Regions from separate parts of the Mus musculus genome. Here region 1 is linked to region 2. A link is a contact called in public Hi-C data. All regions are on one chromosome and are shown on one strand. Each heading gives the region's core, a stretch centred on a gene start, on an enhancer-like site or on the middle of the called end of the contact. The rest is flanking DNA. Distances are from core to core; before and after follow the strand shown.

Region 1 (5,008 bases), core at 1,246-3,745, 140 kb before region 2:
TATAGAAGAACTAGAGCAGGGCTAAAATGGAGTGATGTCTAGTTTCTTGGTGACTGTTGCTAAATCGTTTAAAACCAGGACTCATGAGCCAGTACTACTTAATGCTGGAGAGTTTATGTGATGCCACCTGGGCCGAGGTCCAACAGTGTGATGCTGGTAGGCCATGCTTGTCAGAAGACCATGACTATTGCTTTGTAGGATAGGTATTTTCTATTAAATTTACCCTGGAAAAGATTATCTTACTAAAAATGAGGGGTATGGCTATGTCAGAGCAATTGCTTCCCATGAGCACGTCCCTGCCCAGCAATGGAGAAGCAGAAGGAAGGGAAAGTCAAAGGCCGGGGTGGGAAATTTTCCTTTTTCCTAGACACATGGTTGTACAGTTAGACGAGAAAGCATAGACCCACCGCCACCTCTCAGAAACAGACTCAACTTTGTACCTCTCAAAGATGGACTCTCAGACACAGATTCTGTACTCTTGGGGACTATGCAGCTGGCACTTTGAAGAGTTTATTTAGAAGAAAATAATCTCTTTATACAAGCACTTAAAAAGATCACACTTCTCAGAAGTTTAATTTGAAAATCATTTCCAAGACTGGAAAGTTCCGTGAAACTGTGCTGGGCTTCCTGCCTCCCAATGCAGACTGATGAGCCTTTGAGAAGTAGGCCCATTTAGACAGCCACAAAAGTCTGGACAAGGAAGGAACTCTTTCACTGCATGGAGTGGAAGGATAATAAATTGCATGTTAGTAAACTTAGCTGAGTTACAGTTCAAAAATCTGGACTCAAACAGATTCAGTTATTTTTTATTTACTTTATAATATTAAAAATTAAAGATTCCACCAAGCCATATTTGTGTGCATTAATATCCAGGTTGGATAGATTCTCAGGGACGATGACGTCTACTTCTGAAGCTTAAGACCGTACTGAGCCAATGAAAACCATCCCAGAACCCTGCTTCCAGGCTTTGTTCGCAGCTGGCTCTGCAGTATATTTCATCCGACAGATGCTGTCACCAAGGGATGATAGGAGAGAACAAAACACTACACCAAAATGTTTACATCTCCCAAAGAGCAACATAAATCCCAACACTTAGTGTATTAATAGGTGCCCAATGGTTAGAATCCAGTTACCATGTCATATACATATGATAGCATTCATTATTATATATGGTAATATTTAGTTATGAAACAATTCTACCTAAAGCTTAACCCCATCATGGTAGTAGAAAATGGTTTCTACAGGCGACAGACTTCTCAAAACACAGTTGCATCTTACAGGTTTTACTGCTACTGTGTTTACAATATGACATCTTACACATTTAGTTTTTTTTCTCTTTGCCGGAAACTCTTGATCAGAATATGATTCTGTAAATTACTGGCTTTTTGTCACAGGATATGAATATTTTTGAAACTGTTAAAATTGGTTCTGATGAGCAAATGAATAGGAGCCCGGGGTTTCTAGGTTGCCTTGTCTTTGGGCTGTGCCAGTGTACACGGACTCAGAATGCAAATATCAACCTTAGGACAGAGGTCCTGGTGTTCCCGCAGGGGGATGTCTGTGTTGGGCGGCAGTTGGCAGCGTCTCACTAGTTCAGCGATGCTCATATTTCTGGCACATCTCCATCAAGGCGGGGAATGAGCGCAGTTCTCTGAGTTACTGTTTTCCGAAGCACAATTGTAGATGTTGCCTTATAGAGTGTTTGGGGGGACAGAAGGCTGAAGGAGACAGAAGGCTGTAGATTAGGCTCTCACGGAGACTGCCTCATCTGTGATGGGAACCAGAGGAGTGATAAATACTCACATGAACACTGGCAATCGTCCTTTAGGATTTCTAAATTGTAAACATCCCAAAGAGGTGTCCTTCTTTGAGCAGTCAGTCAATCAGACAGTTTAGGAAAGTTACCCCCCCACCCCAAATGATAAAACTATTGCAAGTGCTTGTTTTAAGATGCATTGTTGCAGTTCAAAGGGTCTTGCTCTCGTTGTTTGGGATAACAGAAAGAACCAGAAGTCATAAGCTCTGGACCATTGCTGCAGAGGCAAGCCACCCAGGACTCTGTGAGCATCATGCTTTGCTGTCCCGAAAGGCCTTAGAGTCTAAACAAAGACCCCTAGCTACCAAGGGAGATGTTTGGTTTCTAAAGAGATGAATCCCATGAGGACACTATGCTAGTCACTTTTATCACTGATGGGGCAACATGCCTGATAAGTGACAACTGAAGGAGGGATGGATTTTTCTTTGATCCGTTTGGTGGGGGAAGGCACAGTTGTGCAGCTGTGAGGTGGTTCTACATTGCTCCTACAATCAGGAGGCACAGAGAGATGTGTGCTGGAGCCCATCTGGCTTTATCCTTTTACCTTTTATTTAGTCTGTCTCCAAGACCCCTACCATGATAGGAAGGATGGTTCCATTCACACTCAGCATGGCTCTCCCTCTCTGGAAAAGCCCTGGCAGGACAATCGCTAGCCAGCACAGATGGGGAAGGCCAGAGTCTGGGATTGCTTACAAGGTGTGGTCATGCAAGGCAGTCAGAGCTATGAAGAGAGCGAGAAGGGGTATGGTTAGAGGAGACTATGCAGGCCGGGCATTCTGGCGGCTGGAAACTCGGAAACAAGTTTTGAGGAAACATGCTGAGCCTTACCTATGCAGACCAGGCTAGGCATGAGTGCTTCTTGAAAGCTGCCTCTCCCTGTCAGGAGGAACAAGATGTCTTATCAGATGAGGAAACAGACTCCCTTTGACCTGATTATGTATAAGGAATCTTGAAGACTGGCTTGCCATATGTTCACCTGATTGGTCCAGCTGGCACTGGCTACATTCTCAATGCATGCACTCTTCCCAGAGCTGGAAATACCCAACAGGACCCAGCAGTCAAAACCTGCCTCCTGCCATGAAGCCAGACAAGCAAATTAAAGCAACAATTGTAACAAGTTGTACCGAGAGTGTTGTGAGGGAAGGACGGACTGTACACAGTGGCCCAGGAACAAACAGATGATCAAAATGGATTCTAGGGGAACGGCTTGGTGAGGACGTTTAGTTCCCTGCCAGCAGAAACTATCCCAGAGGAACGGGGAAACATTATTGTCTGGACGGAGAGATTGGCAAGCAAGCATAGACTGCTCAAGGAGCTGAAAGAAATCTACAGCGAGCTCCTGCAGGCAGAGCTGGGGACTTGAGTTTAGACTTGAGTCTGGAGGGATAGGCAAGCCTCAGATTGCGTGAGCTCCTCGGATGTGATGGAATAGTACAGAAGGTTATGGTTGCGGCATGGAGGCTGTGTTTGAGAAACAAGGGGATGCTAGGGGATTCAGGGTGGTTTGGGTGAGACAGCACAGTAGGGTGGAGGGCTGGGAAGGAGGTGAAAGGGAAGGGTGGCTCTGCAGGAACAGATGTGAGACCGGGTGCGAGGACGAGGAATGGGTGATGATGTTGTCTGACTTGGGCAGCTCAGTGGCTGCAGGTACTGGGATGGCGTGAAGCTTCAAATGCCAGGCTTCAGAAGTTCAGCAGTATCATCAGGGAAACCTGGGGCTTGCGGTGCCCTCGGGTCATCCGAGTGAGATGCCCTCAGAGCAGTCAGTTAGATACTGTGGGTTCAGGGGTGACCTGACCTAGAGATATGGATAAAAGAGACATCAGGAAGTATGGACGTATGATCGTTGAGATCATTGACAAACGGAAAGACATGGTTACCTGGGGGCAGGGGCGGGGGGGGGGAGAGAAAGAGAGAGAGAGAGAGAGAGAGAGAGAGAGAGAGAGAGAGACCCCCAAACCCAGAGGCACAAAGGCAAGTTAGGGGAAAATAAATAGAAAGGAACACAGAGTAGATAGGGGAGTACCAATCTGAACTGTTCCCACACAGCCATGACAGTGCAGAATTGAAACTGCAGCAGACCAGGCAGCGATGACATTTGCAACTATGGGATCAGGTAAGTTTAGGCCAGAGGGATGGTTTAGTGACAGAGGTTGGTTAGCCCATGGTCTATGAGGAAGGCACTGTGCGCTACCCACTTACTGCCTTTGCTGTTGTCAGTCAGAGATTATGAGAGTTAGAGAAAAGCTTGAAACATGTGGGATCCAAGAGAAGGCCTTTCAGGAAATGCCCAGGCTGAGGAAACCCATGGTGACCACTCAGGACCACCGTGTGCTCTCTGTTTGGTCATTATGTGAAGAACACTGCTATGTCAAAGGGAGAGGAAGTGCTATAGAAGCCAGCATGCCCAACCTGTGGGTTGTGACCCCTTTGGGGGATAGAATGACCCTCTCACTGAGGTCACATATCAGATATTTATATTATGAATCATAAAAGTGGCAACATTATAGTCATGATGTAGCAACAAAAATAATTTTATCATCTGGGGTCATCACAACATGAGGAAGTGTATTAAAGGGTCACAGCATTATGAAGGTTGAGAATCACTGGTTTAAGCTGCTATAAGGTTTTTAAAAGTAAAATCCAACAAAATAAAACCAACTTAATGTGTGGTGACTCATTATAATTTCCCAGAAGGCTATAAGGTATCAGAATTTCAGACAGAAAAAAAATTAATGTTCTAGCAAACATCATATTTTGGTGTTTTGAAATTTTTAAAATATTTATTTTATATGTACAGGTATTTTGCCTGCCTGCCTGCATGTGCACCACATGAGTTTAGTGTCCGCAGAGGTCAGAAGAGGCTCTCAGATCCCCTGGACCTGGAGTTAGAGATGGTTGGGAGCAGCCACATTGGTACTGAGACGGAAACCTGGCTCTGCCACAGGAGCAACCAGTGCTCTCAGCTGCTGAGCCACCACCCAACTCCAACATTTGTTTTTTGTTTTTTTTAATCTTTCTTTTTTTCTAACAGAGCACATTTACTTCTTGAATATATGGCTTAGTAGGTGTTAAACTGTGCAATTTAGGACACTGTGTTTGTAATTCAGTAGTTACTGAGTAGTTGTGAGGGTTGTATAAAGTTTTTTTTTTTCTTTCTTAAAGAAATGGGAACAAATTAACACTTTTCTT
Region 2 (5,134 bases), core at 2,039-4,538:
CTCGAGCAGAGAGCTGTCTAGGGAGCCATCTTGAGCAGACGACAGAGCTGTCAGGTTATACTCACGTTGAGGTGTTCTTTCCCTGCTCCCTAACACCCACTCCTCAAGAATCCCTCCCCAAGCTGAGGCTGGCACTTGGCCCTTCCCTATAAGGACATGCTGATGTCTGCTTGATAATTCTGTGATTGTGCAGTACTGGTCACGAGCTGGCATCAAGCTGCCAATTGTGTTGCTTCAAAGAGTCCTATAGAGGCTCTGGGTCCTTTCTTCAGCTTACTAACCCACTTACATTCTTGAAGGGTGCTTTTCCATTCTTTTAAATATTAAAAAAAAATTAGTTGTGTTTCTGCAATTGTGCTGGTGTGTAGGTATGTCTATGTGCATGTGCATATGGAGGCCAGAAGAGGATGCCAGGTCCCGAATGACAGGAACCGAATGACAGACAGTTGTGAGCTGCCCAACATGGGTGCTGGGAACAGACCTTGAGTCCTCTGGAAGAGCATCAAGTTCTCTTAAGTCCATGTGTTTCCTTTCTCATCCAGCATGCTGTTCTATGCCTAACTTGAGGTGTGTGAGTTATTCTCTACCAATCCTCTGGGTAGCTATTAAGATTTTTACCTAATCTGTTCTTCTATTAAACTCAAATAAGACTGCCCTCTGGTTTGTTTAAAGGGGTACAATAAGAAGCTGCCATCTAAGCCACAGCAGTCACCCCTGACCATCCCTCCTTGTTGCCATCTGTCCTTCCCAACCCCACCCTCTGATGGCAGTGACAGGAGCTGCTCTGCTCACAATCAGCCCAACCATTTTATTCTAGGAATTTCTTCAATGTGTGGAGCCTCAGGGTAATGAGCATATCTTCAGGATTCACTCTCTCTCTCTCTCTCTCTCTCTCTCTCTCTCTCTCTCTGTGTGTGTGTGTGTGTGTGTGTGTGTGTGTGTGTGTGCGTGTGATATGTTAGCTAATTCTCTATAGTAAACAACTTTTCACTTAAAATTACAAAAGTAATTCCTGTTTCTCCAACCGTCCCTCAGACAACTGAGAGGTTTATGGCTATTTTAACTTGATTCCTGTTCCACTCCTCCCTCCACCCAGTTTATGAGATGCCTTTGGCTCTAACTAACAATAAGGAGAGTTGGAAACTCACAGTCAGTCATTTTAATGTCAGTCGCTCCAATGCCCTGATTCAATTACTGCAGGGATAGAGCAAACGAGTGTCTTCTTATTTATTCATTATAATTATGGATCATTTCAATAGTATCTCGTTGTGCTCACAACTCATAATATTTTTAAAGCCAATGAAACTAAAAATGTAAAAAAAGAAAAAAAAAGCCTTCTATGTAAACAAAGTTGTAAATATATATGTGTATGTATATGTGAGTGTGTGTGGGTGGGGTGGTTAACACAAAAAAATGTGTTTCAAATAGCAAGCTAAATACACAAAATAAAGATGATGTAAAAATACTGGACATCTTAAGGTTAAATGTTATTTCAGTTATTTTTTTAAGTTTTCATTTTATCTTTAACCAGGCCCAATAGCGCACTCCTTTAATCCCAGTGCTCGGGAGGCAGAGACAGGTGGATTTCTGTGACTTCAAGGGTAGCTTGATCTACATAGTGAGTTCTAGGACAGCCAATGCTACATAGTAAGACCCTATCTTAATGAAGAAATTTTATTTTATTATTAAATTTTGTATGTAAGATGCTGGGTTCATAGATAGGTTGGTGCAAGTACCTATAGAGTCCAGAAGTGGGCGCCAAGTATTCAGGAACTGGACTTCCAGGCAGTTGTAAGCCTGCTGTTGTGGGTACTGAGAGCTAAACTTGTGTCTCCTGTAAGAACAGTACTCACTCTGAACCTCTGAGCCATTTCCTGTCGTGTGTGTGTGTGTGTGTGTGTGTGTGTGTGTGTGTGTGTGTGTGTGGACATATGTATGAATGCATTTATATGTGTATGTTTGTTTGTATGTGTAAACATACACACAGACTTGATGCCAGGTATTCTATGCAAAATATTTTAAGCTTCACCCAGAAATTCAGATCCTTTGCTTACAAGAAGACAATGGAGGGATCCAGTGTACTGCTGATATAAACAGGCCTTCAAGTCACAGTGAGCTGAGACCCCTCACTGATTACAAAAATGCAGGTTTCAAGTGCACATCACACAGTGCCCCATACACACCCGACTCTCTCTCCTTCCTCCTACTTATTACCATTCATTATCCTGTTTAAATCTCAAAGCCCACACCTCCTTCCTTAGCATAAAATGAGGGGACTTCCAAGAGAAGCCTTCCATTCTCAATCCTACTGTGCCTGGCACTGGCTCCCTCCTTCCCTCCCTCCTTCCCTCCCTCTCTCTCCCCCTCCCTCCCTCCATCCCTCCTTCCCTCTCTCTCTCTTTCTTCCTCTCTCCCTTTCTCATCCCTTCCCCCACTCTTTCCTTCTTCCCTGCCTTCCCCCCTTTCCTTCCTAGCAGAAGTAGCAGAACCCTTGTTTCTTTTCTGCTGGTGATTTTTCCATATGCTCTCACTATATAAATACGTGCTGCTCTGCATTGCTTAGAGAATAAGGGCATGGGAATCCTGCTACCTGCTCATTTCACATGCAGTCTGCTGAGCATTCTGAGCTGGGCTTGGCTGGATCCTGATGTGCAGAGCCTGCAGACGTGGAGGATGAATGACTTTTGGGTTCCTTGTGTTTTTTTTTTTTTTTTTTTTTTTTTCAGTTTACCCTCCATGTGGCTACTTCCCTGAACAGACTGTGACTCTGCTACAGAAACATGAGCCTCTGGCTCCCCAGAGTTTACTCTGGTTCTCCCTGGCTTTACAGCCTGATTCTACCTCACTGACTGTGTGGTGCCAGGAAGGGGCTTTGCCTATAATCTAAAGTGATAGTGATATTTCTCGTGTTTGCTTACTGCTATTATTTTCATTGTCAAAGATTGATTGTGGGGTGGCATCCAGCTACAGCTCTAAGCCTGAGAAAATAATTTCCTGTATTTATTACTCTTCCCTCTATTGTGATCAAATACCTGACAAAGGACTCCAAAGGACTTGGAAGAAACTGGAGTTTAGTGCAGGGTTTCAAAGTTTTGGGGTTTCCGGGTTTTAGTCTGTGCTGGGCTGGCTCTGTCACTTTGTGCCCAAGCGGAGCTTGTCATCAGTGTGCCTGGGAGTGTGTAGGGAGAAGCTGTTCACTTCGTGGCTTGGCAGCAGGCATGCGGGAAGCAGAAAGAGGGGAAGCCAGCTCTCCTCCCATGGTTGCGACCGCCTCCCACGACAGCGCCACCTGCTGGAGGTCAAGTGCTCAGCCGTATGTGCCCTGGGGAACCACATCCCACTCAAACTGCCACAACCCTGCAACTGGCTTGTGTCTTCCTGAGGTGTGGAGGGAGGAGGTACTGACAACAGGAGTCTACTAATTCTTGGTGTGGTAGCTAAATGTCTGCAGTGCAATATCACTATTGTGTATTATTTTAACATACATGTAGAAATCTATATACACACCACAACAAAGAGCTTCATTCATTCATTCATTCATTCATTCATCTATTCATGGAAAGAACATCAGAACAGTATAGTACTAAAAAGTACCAATGCACTCTCCAAAGTGCCTGCTAAATTGATATTTGATGTGTGTGTTACTTTGACACACTCTGCTGCAGCTTAGATTTTTAGGTATCTCACACTGAAAGCACGAGCAAGCGTAGAGTTGGAGACTGAATACTCTGTTTCCCAGTCCAGTCAGTGAGAAGGTTGGAGATTTCATTTCTGTAGCCTGCTTTTTTTTCCTGAGGTATCAGGTCTTAATACTTTTAAATTACTGGAATAGAGATTTGGGGAGGAAGACAGGCTAGACGCTAAAGGTGGCTGTGAGCAGATGAGGCTTCCAGAAAATCTGTCAGGTTTAGTGGAATTACGACTTTGGAGTAAAGGTCACAGGGTGTGAAGACATAATTAGCAGGATTAGAGTGGCAGATTTTTTGTTCCGGATTCAACCGACAGTGCTCTGTAGCTGCTGCTTCTCTCCTAATCTCACTCAGGCGCCACACACCCCCCCCATCTGCTCCCTGTTCAGTGGCATAGAACAAGATGCTCACAGATGCCCACTATAAAAGAGTTAGGTAGATGACCATCTTCTCTGAACAGGAGCAGGTGCTGAGCCTGGGAGCTCAGCTTACACAAAAGGGGCATGTGGTCCTCTGGGTCACTGTGACACAGCCCAGAGACAGGAACATCCTGTGACACCAACATAAACTGATGGTCAGCCATTAAACTACGACTGACAAAGAACATCTTTAGGTTGGATTGTAATTGCTGTATCTTCCCTAGACATGAAATAGGAAGTGAATGCTACGTATGACAGAAATTTGAAAAGTCAGCAATTTATGCATAAGAAAAAGCATCCAGATGGCTCCCCTTAAGGTTGGCAAAGTTTTTTGTGTCGTGTCCAATATTTATGCTTTGATTGATGCAATCTTTTGATGAATATGCTGATAAAATATATTCCATAGCGAGCTTGTTTGGGGCTTGGGAAGCCCAAGTTGAGCTTCTCTGATCTTCTTCAACCTAGACAACAGACTCATCAACAGCCAGGGGGAGCAGGAGAGGCGTGTTGGATATGCCCCTACTCAACTCGGTTGAACCTCTTGGGACCTAAGATGCTGAGCAGTCACATCCTTTATGAGATGTTAATGATTTGCATCCTCTTCCTGTAACTACAGAATTGCTGTCACAGACCTTCTCCATACTCTCCTGTCCCTGCCCACCTTCCTCTGCCTTCATCTTTAAGGAGAAACAGAGGGAGTGCTGGATATGGAAAACCTACTTTAAAAAGTCAATTCCTTGAAGACCAAAGTGTGGACACTGTACCCCTTCTTAGAATTGGGAACAAAACACCCATGGAAGGAGTTACAGAGACAAAGTTTGGAGCTGTAACAAAAGGATGGACCATCTAGAGACTGCCATATCTAGGGATCCACCCCATAATCAACTTCCAAACACTGACACCATTGCATACACTAGCAAGATTTTGCTGAAAGGACCCGATATAGCTGTCTCTTGAGAGACTATGCCGGGGCCTAGCAAACACAGAAGTGGATGCTCACAGTCAGCTATTGGATGGATCACAGGG

What was found. Hi-C and Micro-C count contacts between places; a contact is called where the count stands out from the background.
Region 1: a contact with region 2 is called in a Hi-C map of cerebellar granule neurons, with 2.0 times the contacts expected there. The contact joins two enhancer-like sites. A contact is called at or near these places in 16 of 484 Hi-C or Micro-C datasets (the BV-2 cell line, Sertoli cells, cerebellar granule neurons and 5 more) and 1 of 115 datasets of contacts at active chromatin or transcription factors (embryonic stem cells).

Annotation. Positions count from the first base shown.
Region 1 is chr1:189,215,853-189,220,860 of GRCm38.p6, reverse strand. The region is part of intron 6 of Kcnk2 (potassium channel, subfamily K, member 2); the gene reads left to right. Among named protein-coding and RNA genes, the nearest start is that of A430027H14Rik, 120 kb to the left of the region's middle. Within about 2 kb of position 2,495, at least 29 of the 459 cell types and tissues checked have an H3K27ac peak or open chromatin away from gene starts, as enhancers often do. A contact at or near this core is called in cerebellar granule neurons, where this site is marked.
Region 2 is chr1:189,079,130-189,084,263 of GRCm38.p6, reverse strand. No RefSeq gene overlaps it. Among named protein-coding and RNA genes, the nearest start is that of Gm36561, 47 kb to the right of the region's middle. Within about 2 kb of position 3,288, at least 10 of the 459 cell types and tissues checked have an H3K27ac peak or open chromatin away from gene starts, as enhancers often do. A contact at or near this core is called in cerebellar granule neurons, where this site is marked.